Regions from separate parts of the Zea mays genome. Here region 1 is linked to region 2. The links are chromatin contacts, called in public Hi-C maps. All regions are on one chromosome and are shown on one strand. The core of a region is the stretch at or near the end of the contact, and the rest is flanking DNA. Distances in the headings are between cores, read along the strand shown. Region 1 holds the start of LOC100276166. Region 2 holds the start of LOC100273809 (Ubiquitin-protein ligase/ zinc ion binding protein).

What was found. A called contact is a pair of places that touch in the nucleus more often than the background predicts.
Region 1: a Hi-C map of root tip shows a contact between it and region 2, with 3 times the contacts expected there. The contact joins the promoter of LOC100276166 here to the promoter of LOC100273809 in region 2. A contact is called at or near these places in 9 of 25 Hi-C or Micro-C datasets (ear, endosperm, leaf and 3 more).

The regions. Positions count from the first base shown.
Region 1 is chr3:94,599,788-94,603,539 of Zm-B73-REFERENCE-NAM-5.0, reverse strand. It overlaps LOC100276166, which reads right to left and starts at 1,506. Exons shown (of 2, transcript NM_001150017.3): 1 at 955-1,506. The coding sequence starts at 1,424.
Region 2 is chr3:94,205,848-94,209,618 of Zm-B73-REFERENCE-NAM-5.0, reverse strand. It overlaps LOC100273809 (Ubiquitin-protein ligase/ zinc ion binding protein), which reads right to left and starts at 2,406. Exons shown (of 2, transcript NM_001148210.1): 1 at 1,977-2,406. The coding sequence starts at 2,291.

The sequences.
Region 1 (3,752 bases), core at 257-2,756, 390 kb before region 2:
TTTGTAACCAAAGGAGTAACAGGTAACCATAAACAAATGAAGCAACTCAGCACTGAATACAGAATGCTAAATGTAACTTGAGTAGTATTTAATAGCAATTAGTATAACTGCTTGTAACAGTAAAAATTACAAACCTACCTTCTTAAACATGACTTAGAAAAAAACAGGTTGGATAAAATTCCCAAGATAGTTTTTTTAACTTGTTTGATAAAATAATTGTTGTAGTACAGAAATGTAATTCTGAGAATAGTATTGATTATTGAATGACCAATTTTGTTTCTATACAGATTTATTAACATAAAGAAGGATAATCATCCCATCTGTTTGTACTTCAATACAGAATGTGCAATGTTACATTTGTGAAGTTCAATACCAACTCTTACCAAATACTTCCACAATGCCACCATCTGGTTTCACAATGCTATACAACATTGGAAGAGATGAACAAAACTTGAAATCTACTGACAAAGATAAGACTGAATTTTTCACCCAAAACAAATATTATAATGCAATGACAGCAATTAATACATTTGAAATGCCTATTTACAGAATACAAAGCACTGCTAGACTTACTGCCCAAAATAGCTAAACAGAAGAGGTGGTTTCTGAAAGCATTCGCTAGCCAACAGCCAAAAAGGATATGCATCAATCAGAAGTAATCAGATTCGACATAGTAACCAGCCCATTATTGCATCCAACCGAACAAACATGCAAGGCATAACCAAAAATATATCATCAATTAGCACTACATCAAACGGACGAAATTTTCACGCAAACCTCAATCACCATGTTAAAACCGTGGAGATCTGTTAAATAAATGCTTAACCCATCATTTACACAACCTCCCCTTGGCCGCAAATACGTGTTTCAAACGATATACCTCGAGATCGAGATTTAGATAAACATCTGAACAGGAAAGTAGCAAGATTTGGCATGAATCCGACGGTAGCGCACCTGTTGACAGCGTCCTCGATGGACTGGAAGGGCGTCTTGACGTCCGGATTGCAGACCCGCATGGCGTCCTGCAGCGCCATCTCCATCTCGGGGCTTCGTACCCGTGCCGCCTGGGCCTGGGCCTGTGCTTGTGCCTGCGCCGCTGCCGCCGCCGCCGCCGCCTGCTGCTGCTGCTGCTGGGGTGACGCCTGCTGCGTGGCCTGCGACGGCGACTGAGATGGACCCTGGGAGTGGGACGGCTGGGGCTGGGGCTGGGGCTGTTGGAAGCGAAGCGGCCCTAGAGGGCGGAGGTGAGCGTCGATGTTGGAGGGGAAGCGGGACATGGCCTGCTGCGACAGCTGCTGCGGATGGGACTGCGCCTGCTGCATTAGGAAGAGTTGGCGCTGGAGCTGCTGGTGTTGCGCCGCCGCGGCCGCCGCGGATGCGGCGGAGGTGGATGGTGGAGGGGTGGGATTCGCGGCGTCGTCCATGCGGTGGTGACTTCGGTGGAGAGGATGGGTGTCGGGACTGGGGATTGAGTGAGATTTGGGGACGAAACCAGGTGCGTGGCTCCACCAGGGTTCCGAAAGCATTCAGTTTATGCAGTTTCTTTTTTTCGAGAAAATTGGAAATCTACCTACTTTATTAGGAGCATACCTGGTGCTATTGCGTAAACACTCAGAATTTATTCCAAATGATACAAAATTCAACAAGTTGTGTGGATAATGGCAAATCCACAATGTCTGGCTTTAGATCTCCACATGATCACTCTAATTTCAAAATGCAGGTTAGGAGTGCACGACATAAACCAAGCCGACAATGGAGCACGCCATCTAGCCATCTACCAAAGCAGGATCAACACGCGAAAGCCACAGAACTGCATCACCCAACCAAGCCAAATTTCTTTTGCCGGCCTCGCTCCTTAGAGCTTATTCGATGGTTATAGAACAACCAAACATCGTCACAAAAAACTTCCTCACCGACAACCGGGCAATGGCAATGCAGTGTTCGTATAGAATAGATATAGGCCAGGTTGCAAACATCCTCGGCTAATTCCCTCGCTAATTGTTAGCCAAATAACAACAGTTCATTAATTACCTCCACATAGATAACAATTTATTAGGTAGCTAACTATTAACTATAGTGGTTTTAAACAGGACCACCATAGCATATGAGTTATGTTTGGGATTTATACGTCTTTTGTCAATGAAAATATACCGTCTTATTGGATGGCTGTCTGTGCGCAGTCATTCTCATGTGAGCTTGGTCCGCCAGATATGATTATTTTCCGTGTATCTATGGATGCAGGCAAATAAGCCTAGGATGCATCGGTGCGTGCGAGCTCTATTTTTTGGATGCAGCAAACCAAACACGTGTCAGGTCATAGACAGTGCATTAGAGTAGTCTGGCTCTATTGATAAAAGACAACCTCGGATACCACCAGCGTTGGCATAGATGATAACGGAATTTTCTAAATCTTTCTGTGTACAAGCAATCGGATGTGTGATTTCAAGTGAGTGGTAAGACTAGAAGTGTCTTCTCTAATTTATATTTAAAGATGTGGTGTCGGTCACGTGGCTGGACTTTAGAAATTTCAGGAGTAGTTTGTGAGCTAAAAATCGAAGAGATTAGAGGAATTAAAATCTCATTTTTATTTAATTTTAAATAAAAAGATGTTTTAACCCCTTTAATCTTCTCTTGTTTTTGGCTTCCAAACTAGTCCTCAAGGTTATTGTCGATCACGGTAAATCTGATTTAGTTAGATATATGTGTGACGGGTTGATTAGAAATATAGACACTAATTAAACTTATAATTAATTGACCTTAGAATTAGCTAGTCGAGATCACATTCCAACGTCCTTGCACTTGATCATGTGGCTAATGTAATATACAACTAATATTCATCTAATACTCATGTTCATATTTTATAGTACAGCAAGACGAGATCAATACAACATCAACAACATTTAATAGCTACCCTGACTTCATTACCCATAGTTCACTATAAATACCTTATTAAATGTCACACCCAGTTTTAGAAGGCAAACCGAATGCGAACCATGTACGTGTCAAGATCAGCAATTCACATACACAGCAGTTACATAACTGGACATCATCACACAGTGGTCAAATAATAATATAAAAGGGGAAAGGTAGTCAATTACATTATATGTCTGAGACATCCACATAGTCTTTACAATTATCAAAGTGCGGAAAAGAAACGTAGATACACGCGGCCTTCACAGGCAGCCGACTGGGGGTTGCCGCTAACCCACGCCTAGAACTCATCATAATCTTGGAACTCCTGGTGGTCTCCTTCCACGGCTTTATCTTCTCCTGAGCAGTGGTTGCAACGTGGACAACCTGGGGAATGGGGGGTTTGGTGTGTAGAGCAAGGGTGAGTACACATCAATATACTCAGCAGGTGTCCTGTTTGGCTGTAGTGGACTAGCTTATATGGGGGGTAAGTCAAGCAGTTGCTTTTAGTTGGTCAGATTATTATTACTAGTAGAGAAAGTCAAGTTTTAGAATTAACCCACGTTATTAACCCAAATGTATTCTTTCCAAATTCTTTGTGTTTGGAAAGGGTACGTTTGGGTTAATAACGTGGGTTAATTCTAAAACTTGGCTTTCTCTACTAGTAATAATAATCTGACCAACTAAAAGCAACTGCTTGACTTACCCCCCATATAAAGCTAGTCCACTTCGGCCAAACAGGACACCTGCTGAGTATGTTGATGTGTACTCACCCTTGCTCTACACACCAAACCCTCCCCCTCCATTCCCCAGGTTGTCCGTGTTGCAACCACTGCTCAGGA
Region 2 (3,771 bases), core at 1,157-3,656:
ATTCCGAATACGAGCAGAGATAGGCCCTCGCGTCGCTCCCGCTTGGGTGACACGGGTGGTGAAACCCTAGCCGCCGTATCCTACTCTCCTTCTCCTCTCTTTCTGTCTCGCCGCCGTCGGAGCTAGCCGCTGGGGAGCTCGCGCGGCTTGCGGTGAAGGTGGCGGTGGGCCGATTTTTGGCCGGCCGCCGCGTCTCTCTCTCCTTCGACGCCAGCGAGGTGAGGGCCTGGCGGCGGCGACCGCGTGGCCATGTGCCTGCCCTGCGGCGGCGGCGCCTGCGCGGCTGCCCGCGACGACTTGCACAGTCGCGCACCTGCGGCTGGTCCGCGTTTGCGGTGGCAGCGGTGCCTGTGTGCCCGCACGGCTGGCACCCGACGGTAGCACGGTCACGAGCCTGCGGCTAGCCAGCGGTGGCGGTGGTGCGCTACATGGCTGGCCCGCGTGGTTGCCCTGAGACGGCGATGGATCTAGGCCCCATCGGCCTGGATCTGGCACTCCCTCGCCAGATCTGCGCCTTGGTGATGGTTGTCCTTGCGGGGTGCATGTTGGTGCGCAACGGTGGAGGTGCGCTGGATGACAACTGATTTCGATGGCCGCGGGTGCCAGTGCCAGTGGCGGCAGCCAGTTTCGTCTCTAATGGGCGATAGTGTGGCACACACGGCAAGGTGTGCCCTGGTTCCGTGTGCCCAGCCGGAGGGGATGGCAGCCGACGCAGCTTTGCGGCTGCTGCGGCATCCGACTAGTCGATGCCCCTCTAGAGGGGTTTGAGCGGAGGCCAGGGTGGTGGCGACGGCAGAGGCTGCATGCTTTGACCTAGGGTCCTGGCCTAATGATGTGCTGGAGGGCATCTTGGGTGAAAGCCTCGGCGACGGTGACACTCGTGGTCACCACTTCCCCTGTTGAGGTTGTTGCATTGCTGTCTTCCATGGGCGAAAGCCCGATCCATCTTGGACATGTGACAGTGGCGTCCTAGACGTCACTCCATTCCTGAAGGCGTCACGTTTGAGTTTGTCTCAGCCTCGACGTTGCCATCTGTTGATGCTTTCGCTTCTCGGCATCTGGATTGCGGGTGGTGGGTTTTTTGCAACGTGAAGTCGAAGCTGCCTCGTTAGGGAATGTGGCTCGGTAACGATGACATGAGGTGAACCCCCTTCCTCGAGATCTGGCCAGGCAAAAAACTGAAGGTGGGTGTTGGATAAAGATCATTGGTGAAGAATCAGAGTTGCCTAGAGTGTGGGTGTGTTGAGGCTTGGCAACGATGGCGCGTCGCGGTCTTTGTCCTTCTGTGCTAGGTTTTAGGTGTAGGCGTCGTCGTTTTTCTTTTGGCCGTGTGCGGCCCGTCTGGCAAAGTCGAAGGTGCTTGTATCTTGTGTTGAGCTCGGCAACGATGACTCTAGATGAGCTTTGTGTGTGGGGTTGTCGCTGCTTGTGTTGTTTGGGCACTCTGTTTAGGTTTCGGGCCCAGTTTTCCTTAAAACTTGATCAATTCTAATCTTCTTAATGGAAAGACAGAGCTCATGCCATTACGTTAAAAAAAGGATTTAATAATCCATGTGGTCAGAAGAGCAGTTACTTGCCTTTGTTTCTAAATGTCAGGTTCAACTGTTTGAGACAGATAAGTATTGATTCAATTGCAGGCATTTTGGGAAGTCATAGTCAGGATTGAGTACAGCGTTTAGCTGCCTTCAAATCACGGTTGCTACAAAACCATACATGAAGGATATGAATGAAAATTTTGTCGAAGCGTGCTGCACGCACACTGGTAAGTCAACTGCTTTGTATTTATATGTTACTGTCTCCTTTCATATCCTCAATTTAGTAACAAACTGTTGCTTCTTAGTTCTTACAGTTTGTACAAACATTTCAGGAACTAGGATGCTAATCATATTATGCTTTTACAGCATATTATGTCATCCTACCCAAATTACTACGGGGAATCAAGCAATATAGGCGATTTTCAAAACGGGAATAACTACCTGGTAGAGGGGCGGTTGGAGGGGATCGAAGCAGATGGAGCAATCGAGCACATCCGGGTCGATGCGCACACTAATCCCGTCAGCCTCTCCGCCAACTACCGTCTCCACCCCCTTGCTGCCGTTCCCTTCAGCCCTCCCCGCCCCTACCACCGCACCTCCATCCTGCTCTTCGCCCTCGACCGTCAGAATTCGGGCCTTAGAGGGTCCTCCGCTTGCCGCCGCTTCGCCTGGGCCGTCATCGCGCTTTCTCTTTTCACCCTCGGAAGAGAAGGTTGGAGGGTCTTCATCGGCGTCGTTAAAGGAGAATTTGGCCATGGATTTCTTACCAGTGCGGAGCCGGGTGCCAACGAGGAAGAACTACACGGCAGGCAAATCCTCCGACGCCTTGGTTATCCAACAGCCGCGCGGCCTTTGTTGTGTGGGTTTGGTTACCGAACAGCACGGGGTTCTGGTTAGTATAGACTAAAATAAAGTTTTATTCTATTTTAATCTTTAAATTTTTAAATACGGAAACTATTTGATAATTTATGGTGTGCTTGGTTGGAACGTATAAAAATGGATAGAAGGGATGGTCACATTTTTTATAATATTTGGATGAGAGTCACGCGGAGGCAAGATGAACATCGGAGTAATTTTTTTGTAGCGACATGGTTCCAAAAAATCGAGGGAACGATATCGCCCCTGCCTCATCATACTTTGACCTCAAACTAAACACATAATTAGAGACTAAAATGAATAAAATTGATGGACTAAATTTAGTCACTAGAAACCAAACAACCCTCCACAAAAAATCGTACTCCATAAAGAGGAAGACTTGTATCATTTTAAAATTGAAAAAATACAAAAAAATATTAATATAAAACACCAGTTTTTATGGTTTTCACGTCACTCTTCCCATTTTATAAAAAATTAGGCAATTGTATATAAGTGGAAGTATGAACCTTTGTTTGTTGTACATCTATACTCACCTAATCAATAAAACACATGTTTTTTGTGTTTTATTAAAACAAAGTCTACTTATATGATATATAGAATTTGTAGCAATGTATGGGTGTATGACTAGTTATATTGCATATAGGTGTATATGTGTTCATAATTATTAACTACCATCACGTCAACAACCGACACCACTACTAACTCGCTCACTATCGACTTGTGTTCAACCGACCACACTACTAACTCGCTCAATATCGACCTTTGTTAGCTAGGATCTCAACACAGTGGAAAGATAGACCATATGCATAGGTAGTAGATTAGATAGAAAGTATGGTTAAGGAGTGTTTATCGCTTCAGATCTGTATGACAATATAATGAAATAGTTTGCACTCTAATAAACAAGAATTCGTCAACCAACAAATGTGTTCGTCTCCTCGGTGCTTTACTACCCCTATTCTAATGGTTTTCTCAAGGTAAGCGACATCTTGCATTGTTGTTAGCAATATCTACTTATTTAGATAATGGAAACTTGTTTCCAGCTTCAACTCTCAAAAGATAGAATCATACCAGGATTATTACAAAACCATTTCAAAGAAAGTTATTAACCACTACAGAGTCCAAAAATCAAAAGGAGATCCTAACCACATGTGGGCGGCCAAAAGATGCAAACACTTGTAAGGCCACCGACTCCATTCATTGACAACCATCAACAATAATTTGAGTTCACTCTTCACTTTCACTGCAACTTGGCCCATAGGTGAAGCCAACAAGTTCCCTTGAATAGAACCTACAAAAAAAGGTTTTGGATGATTTTTCTAAAAACAACATCATTTCTAGATAACCATAAAACCCAGCAAAA